Regions from separate parts of the Danio rerio genome. Here region 1 is linked to region 2. The links are chromatin contacts, called in public Hi-C maps. All regions are on one chromosome and are shown on one strand. The core of a region is the stretch at or near the end of the contact, and the rest is flanking DNA. Distances in the headings are between cores, read along the strand shown.

Region 1 (4,359 bases), core at 1,736-4,235, 370 kb before region 2:
TTTGATATCTGTAAATGTTATATCAACACACTGCATTTGACTTTTTTCTTTTTGCTGCATTTGATGTATTCTATTTTCTATTTAAAAATGTATTTCTGGTATCAATATTTAATGATTTCAGATATCTATCAGATATCAACAATTAAATTTTAATTGTAACAATCAAATTTTACCTAATAAAAATTTAATATGAAGAATTAACATTTTTACAAGTCAAAATTTTGCTGAATTAACCTACAGAAAGCTAAACTGTTGTTTTCAGGAATATCCTTTGAAATCAAAAGAATAAAAAGACTGAATGGCTTGCCAATCTGTGTTCATGAATCTCCTCATCTGCCTCTTTATGAGATGTTTTTGCAGTTCAAAGACTGAATGCACAGATGCAATTTTATAACACCATTAGCCAGGAGGCATTAACCAAGATCTTGCATTTTGAACCACCTGAGGATGTTGTAAAAGCAGAGTAGATCTGATAAAGGCAGCTAATGCTCAGTGTATAATGCAGTTATTCATGCTCTTTGTGCATTTAGAGGACAGCAGTCACAGTAATTGTGCAGAAATGTTTTTCGGTTTCATCTTGAGATCCTGTCTATGTAATCTGTTATCATTACCATTAAGCTGTTTGCTCTGTCTGATCGGCCTTGACTTTCACTGCATGTGCTTGTTGTTTGCACTTCAATAACAATGCCTTTTCTGTCTCTTTTCCAAACATCTTGATAATCTCTCTGTAATCAATTGACCAATGCCAAACTACAGCAGTCTATGATTAGAATCAATGTCATAGTGTCACTTTAAAAAATGATCTATTAATATATGGCTTGAAAAGGGTTTTTCAAGATTTAAAATTGTGTTAATGCCGTTTTTTTTTTATTTTGTCTGAAAAAAATATATGTAAGCATTGCAATAGTCACTCATTGTCATTCTAAATCTTTATGTTTTGCCAGTAAACCTTTCATAACATTAGAGTTGACCCTTTTTTTTTAGCCAAAAAAAAAATAAATAAAATAAATAATGATTTAAAATATGAATAAAATAAAATCTTGTTTCATTGCTTAGGATTTCATATTTTTTAAAAACTACAGTTAAGAATAAATATGCTGTTAAATGTTATCTTAAATGTGTTTTATGCTTAATTTTGAGGATTTCTCCCAAGTTTTGGTGTTTTATTTTCACCAAATTTATTAAACACATTAAGGTAGACACTTTACTTGCATTTACTATTGTTTCTTAAAATTATTTTTGTATATTTAATTTGATGTGCATACCAAAATATCTCCTCATACCAGGATATCTTCTTATTGGCTTATAAATAAATAAATACAATTTAATGATTTAAAAGCAGCATATGTGCATGTTAATTACATAATAAATGTTGAAATAAACACTTAGATTTAATTTTTTTATTATTGTAGTTTTACAAAAAGTTTTACATTTGCATATTTTGGTATGACAGGTGAATTAATTTAATTAATAATCTGTTGTTTTATTGCCATTTAAATAACGTGTCAGACAAGTAGATTCAGTTCTGTTGTAAATTATGAACCGCGCAAATGATTCGCTTGCGCCATCCAGTGGACAAACCATTAATGAACTGTATTTGAGGCATTGATTTACCAGTCAGTGCTTCTCTATTGTCATCTATAGATATGCAGGACTTTTGTGATTATATGCTCTGTTAAAATGGTATCCATATTGCAAAAAAAAAAAAAAAAAAAAAACGTACAAATGACGCTTTAAACAATTAACTCTAAGAAAAATATATACTGACTAACTTTTTTGACTGAATTACATTCCTGACTCCACACTAAGCAACTTTTCAGTTTTTTGTTCTAATGATAACATTAGGGGGCGTCACTGTGACGCAGTGGGTAGCATGATCGCCTCAAGGCAAGAAGTTTGCTCATTTGAGCACTGGCTGGGTCAGCTGGCATTTTTGTGAGGAATTTACATGTTCTCCCCGACCCCTATCCTCGTGGACTTCCTCCAGGTGCTCCAGTTTCCCCCACAAGTCCAAAGACATGCGGTATAGGTGAATTGAATAAGCTAAATTGCCCGTAGTGTATGTGTGTGAATGCAATAGTGTATGGATGTTTCCTAGTGTTGGGTTGCAGCTGGAAGGGCCTCCGCTGTGTTAAACATATGTTGGATAAGTTGGCGGTTCATTACGCTGTGGCAACCCCTGATAAATAAAGGGACTAAGCCGAAAGAGAAAATGAATGAATGAAATCATTAGCACAAAAGTCAGCCAGGAGGGTTACAAAGGGTTTTAACGATAAAAGATACAGAAGCTGCCATTGTATCCTTTTAAAAGATACTTACATTTACCAGTAATGTAATTATACACTTTGTGTGCAGATGTACTTTAAAAGTACTAATATACATGCTTTATGGGAATATAAGTGCAAATGTGTAGCTTTTTTCTGTGAAACTTTAAATTAAGCTGTGATTGAGGGTTACAATGCATTGATTATTGACCTGGTAAAGGGTGATGTATTGAAAAATCATCTGAGATGTAATCTTTTCCACTGCACTCATGAACATATTCATTATCTGTCATATTTATATTGATCTGTTTCTCAACCATCAGCAGCTGATTTAGATTGATCCGAGTAGCCTACACACACACACACACACAAAAATAGGAATTTCACAAAGCTATTATTAGAAAGGATGAGATATTAAAATGCATCTTTCTATTTTAGTATTTCAAAGAGTTGTCGTGAAAGTTTTCTTAGACTCCCAGCAGGTTTTACAGTCGTTTTATTAACAGACTTGTGCTGAATCTCTTTCATATGAAGATTTGGTTCAAAGTTAAATCTGTCTGGCGTGTTCAGAACAACAGAAGTGAAAAGCCCAGCTAATGTTTGTCGTATATCTGCAGATGCTTCTGAGTGGAGAATGGAAGGTCTGGTATAACTGGTTTACGCCACGCATTAAAGGATCACTTTACAGCCGTTTCTTTGTAATGTGAGAGGAACGAAAGCTCTGCTCTAGTAGGAAGTACCATGTTCGATTTTTCTCCCTGCAATTTTGACCCAGAGCACTGCAGTTTAGTGAACACACGCCCTGTGTTTGCCGGATCAACAGCGCTTCCCGATGAATCTTTAATGACCGCTTTAGAAGTCGTAATGGCTAGTCACTAATGTCCATTAATGATTTCTGAATGCAGCTGGCCCCGCCTTGACGGCCTCTCCACAGTTCCATTAGGATTTCTTTTAGTATGGTTAAAACTTTGAAAACATCCTCCTGCTTTCAGAGAATCGGCACCGTCTTCCCACTTTCCACTGTTTAACTCTAAAAGATGACATTTCCTCTTAGAAAATCAACATCGGGTAAGGATTGTTTTCATTTTTGCTGCTTTTAGGTTTTAAGGAGTGTATAATACGCATTAAGAATTGCCTTTTGAACGAACGGTGTGGATTTTATTGTTTGTTTTGCTGAACTTTTGTCTGGGGTGTGAGCTTGTGTAATGCAGTGGTGCTGTCCGTGGTGCTGAACTGCAGATAAGCCTGGGCTCTGTCCTGATGTTAAGTAATGACATAAATTGTTGTTTGACTAATTCATTCTTGGTTTTTAAACCTTATTTTGATATATTTGAGTCACTTTGTTTTATGTAGAGTTTTGTAGTTTGTGTGTGTGTGTGTGTGTGTGTGTGTGTGTGTGTGTGTGTGTGTGTGTGTGTGTGTGTGTGTGTGTGTGTGTGTGTTTGTGTGTGTGTGTGTGTGTGTGTAAATATTCAATTAAAATGTTTTAAATGTTTTAAAAATTTTAAATGTTTTTTTTAATGTTGACTGAATTACATTTGAGGACCTATGGTCATTCAACTGTTCTAATAAACACATTAATGATGAGGAATTCAGATAGTTTGGGCTTTTATTATTTTTAATTGTTTAATTGTAGTTTAATAACTTAACATTGTTGAATAAATATATATCATTTATCCATATAATATCATCCATAACATTAAGCTGATCTGATGTTTGTCTTTTGTCCTAACGTCTTATTGAGCTGTTAATGCGTCCCACAGTGTCACGGCAGTACAGTAGATGGCGCTGTTGTTGAACAAATAATAATCTGTATGTCGAGTCCGAAGGGCTGAAATCTCAAATATAGTTGATGATGTTTTGTTTTTAGTGTCATCCTTCATTCAATCATTTAACGCCATTTTTTGGTTAGATTTGGCAAGAGACTTAAAAAAATTAATGAGATGTTTTCCTCAATACAATATCGATATATTATCGTTCAGTAATCAGATCAAATAAAACATGAATAATAAAAACATACTTATTATCCATTATAGATTATAAATAATCCTCCATGCGTCACGTAACGATGCCGCGTAGAAAGCTGTTATGTACA
Region 2 (4,262 bases), core at 1,722-4,221:
CACGCTACATTTTTTCCTTTTATAATGGACTAAAAAATTGCATAACATGAAAACTTCCACTCACTAAAATTAGAGCTCATTTTTTTGACATCAGAAAGTGTTTGCATTGAGTTAAATTTGATAGAAATGTGATTTTCCCTGCTTGTTGTTAAAGTACATTAAGCCTTATTATAGGCTTCAATGGGGGAGAAAGCGCTTAGTGTGATGTTTTTCTCTTTATGGAACGGGGACTTGTTCTTTTTACAGTTGTTCGGGTTAATTACATGTAAAGTTTGACAGAAATTTGGGTCTGGGTTTCTCTGGTTGATGTTTAGGTACATTAAGCCACGTTAAGCTTTTTTTCATGTTTCACGTTTTAGAATGTCCCAGAAAAAGTAGTTGTGTCATGTTTCATTTTGCATGTTGGACAAGAGCTAGACAATGTCTAACATTCTTCACAACATTTTTCAGCAAAAGAAAGAAACTCAAATAGAACAGGTGGGCAGTAAGAAGGATAAACGATGACAGACTTGTATTTTTTGGAAGATCTACTGCTTTATCATTAATCTGATTTACCAACTGATTTTAATTCCCTCACACTAACACAACTGTTTCATGTTATTGGTCATCAAATATCTACAAAATAATCCTAAAACTTCACCTAGAAACCATAGTGCTCACAAGAACAGGCTAACTTTAGACAGTTTGCATGTTATATGCTAGCTTTAAGCATATGTTCAATGGCTGCGCAAAGAAGACATAATTTCACTATTCTGCTGTCGTTTCAGTATAGTTGGTTTAATTTGTATCTCATCATTATATATTGCCTTAGCTAAGCTTTAGCTGACATAGTATCTTTAGCTGTCTTAATCAAGAAACATGGATATTAGCATGCCAAATAATCTAACGTTAGCCTTTAATTGCCATTGGTCTTTTGATTAATTCGAAATAATTGAATAATTACAGTGTTGTGCAGTAAACTTGACTCCAGTGTACTTACCTCACTCTAGTGATGATGAATGCTCCAGTCCTCGAAATAGAGCGCCGCCTGATGTGCGATCGAGCCAGCTCAAAGCAGGTTGGAACTTGCAAGAAACCGTCCTGTGCGCATGCGCGAAGGAACAGAGATGCGCTCGGGAACTCGACTCAAAATTTCCTGACTAGATGTTTAGTTTTATTTTTTCATTGTTGTGTTTAGACAGGAAAGCTATGCGCAAACATAAAACGCACACATATAGACAATACATATAATGTTTTATTATTTATCAATACCCTCTGGAAAAAAAGGAAAACGGTGTGCAAAATATTCTTTTAGTATAAATGTTTCAAGTACTATATTAATTTAATGTAACCATAATTTTTCCTTATTAGGCTGTGCTTTTAATATATGCTACATTTAACCCTGTAATAATTAATTTTCTAAATTTCTTACAAATGTTTTCAACTGTTTTAACAATTTAATATTAAAGCACAGACAAAAGCTGATTTTCTTTCATTTTTTTATTTTGAGATTGTTCTGAGATTTAAAATCATACCAAAAAAATTATATATGTAAATTATATATATATATATATATATATATATATATATATATATATATATATATATATATATATATATATATATATATATATATATATATAGTTGAAGTCAAAATTAACAGACCCCTTTAATTTTTAGTTAATTTAAACTTATTTTAAGTAAACTTAATTTTTTTGAAACATTTCTAAACATAAATAGTTTTAATAACTCATGTCTAATAACTGATTTATTTTATCTTTGCCATGATTACAGCATATCATATTTTACTAGATCTTTTTCAAGACACTTCTATACAGCTCAAAGTGACATTTAAAGGCTTAAATAGGTTAATTAGGTTAACTAGGCAGGTTAGGGTAATTAGGCAAGTTATTGTATAACAGTGGTTTATTCTGTAGACTATAAAAAATATATAGCTTAAAGAGGCTAAAAATTGTATTTCATTTTAATAAAATTTGAATAAATACTGCTTTTTACTAATCGAAATAAAACAAATAAGACTTTCTCCGGAAGAAAAAATATTATCTGACATACTGTAAAAATGGGGCTGCACGGTGGCACAGTTGGTAGCACGTTCACCTCACAGCAAGAAGGTCGCTGGTTCGAACCTCGCCTGGGTCAGTTTGCGTATGTGGAGTTTGCATGTTCAAAAGTCCAAAGACGTGGTATAGGTGGATTGGGTAGGGCAAATTGTCCATAGTGTATGGATGTTTCCCAGTGATGGGTTGCAGCTGGAAGTGCATCCGCTACATAAAATAAGTTGTTGGTTCTATCCGCTGTGGCGACCCCAGATTAATAAAGAGACTACGCCGAAAAGAAAACAAATGTATAAATGAGTACTAGAAAATGTCCTTGCTCTGTTAAATGCTTTTTGGGAAATATTAAAAAAACATTTGCATAAACAATTTTCTCAGTAAAGGAAACAGATAACAATATCTTTTCCATCCACATTTTAATGTGCATTTTAGGATATGACAAAAAAAAAGATAGAAAGCAACAAGATGCTCATAAATTGGATTACATTTTTAATCCGATGAAAAGATATGAACTATAATAGAAACTTTCAATGATGATTTTGCATAGATATCTGACTTAAACACTCTAGCACAATAGGTTTTGCAGGCAATGCACCCAAATGCAAGATAACATCACAGAGTTTATTTGGCTAGCACTGTTAAGGAAAAATAGATAAAGTGATCTCTCAACATTCTTAAATTAGGCTATTCATTTATTTAGGCTATTCATATGTATATCAATAAGTGATTATTTTTATTCTGTTGCACACATGAAAACTGTCACAAATGTATTAAGCAGCTTTAGATGGAAATTGTTGTAATTAAATTATATAACGCCGTTACATGAAACCAGTTGGGAGTTTGTGTAAAACAATTAAGTGTGCACTACGTAGTGTGCTTCCTTTATTCATTTATTTATTTATATTTACCCACCCTCATTATTGATTGTCTTCCCCCCTAGATGGACCATTATTTACCCTGGAAGGTTTGATTGTTTAAGTGCACTTGCGAGCATCAGCAGCGTTACAGTCCAATTGAGCAGAGCTGAGGATGACATGTAACCGCTGTGACACTCTGCTGTATCCGCGCCACCGCATGTTCACCCGCGGGTTAAAGAAACCCACGTCTGTTTTATTCAACAATATCTGCCCTGACGCGACGAGCGAGCGCCTGATTGATGATTCTCCATCTCTGAATGAAGTCCTGCTCGGAGAGAGCCGAGGACGCGACTGCCATTGATGACACTGAGGAGACTAAAATGGGAGAACATCACAGGAGCGCTGTCAGTAAAGAGAGACACACAAAGGGGACTGACAACCGACAGCCATTCGAGAGGAGACGAACGGAGGCTTGGTCTTCAATGATCGTTCGCACGGTAAATGTCTTGCATCCATTGCCGATATTTGCATGCGATTTGCACCGTAGAGAAAAAGCAGCGCCACTTTTAGCGCGCGGTTAACAATGGAATTATGATTTCCAGCTGTTCTTATTGTTCGCATGAAAGATAACTAGATGCATATAATTTGGCCCGAGCTTACTAACAGTGATTCGGGAAAAAGGTAAGATACGATGCACACTGCTTCTGAGCCATCAAAATGGATTAAAAATTTCTGTAGCCTACACAGATGCGTTCATTGCGCACTCACTGGTTAAATATAGCTATACGTGCATACTAATTTGTATATGCATGGAATGAACAATATATTGTTCAGTATGTAATGTGATGTTGGCACTAGTATTTATCTAATTTAGATAATAGGCTATGTAGAAAATGCATGTGTTGTTTACAATGTAGCTTATAGAACACTGCTATATGTTGTCCTAGAATATTTATCATATTTTGTATTGAATAATATGTTTTATATAGGTTTATGTATATAAATTTAAAGTTTGCCATTGTGTGCTGCAGACAATGTTGGCTTTTGCTTGATAAAGTTTTAATCATAACTCAGGGATGCACTAATATTGAATTATATTTTGGCAGATATGATAAGCCAATATTTGTTGTTGATTATTGTGTTTATTTGCAATGAAATCTTACTGTATCATTGCTAATAATTTGATATACAGCTCTGGGGAAAAAATAGGAGAGCACTTCAGAGTTATTGTGGTTCGATTTTCCATTGATATGGGTGTGTTTAAATAAAATGTTTTTTTATTGGATGAACAACATTACATAAAATATTTAAATAAGAATGTTATCATAAAGGCGTCACGGTGGCGCGGTGG

The links. Hi-C and Micro-C count contacts between places; a contact is called where the count stands out from the background.
Region 1: a Hi-C map of embryo shows a contact between it and region 2, with 2.9 times the contacts expected there. The contact joins the promoter of fgf13a here to the promoter of gpr101 in region 2. A contact is called at or near these places in 3 of 18 Hi-C or Micro-C datasets (all in embryo).

Annotation. Positions count from the first base shown.
Region 1 is chr14:36,788,269-36,792,627 of GRCz12tu, reverse strand. fgf13a (fibroblast growth factor 13a) reads left to right here and starts at 2,985. Exons shown (of 5, transcript NM_001007399.1): 1 at 2,985-3,332. The coding sequence starts at 3,302.
Region 2 is chr14:36,421,301-36,425,562 of GRCz12tu, reverse strand. It overlaps gpr101 (G protein-coupled receptor 101), which reads left to right and starts at 2,971. Exons shown (of 2, transcript XM_073922016.1): 1 at 2,971-3,408. It also overlaps a transcript of zic6 not described here.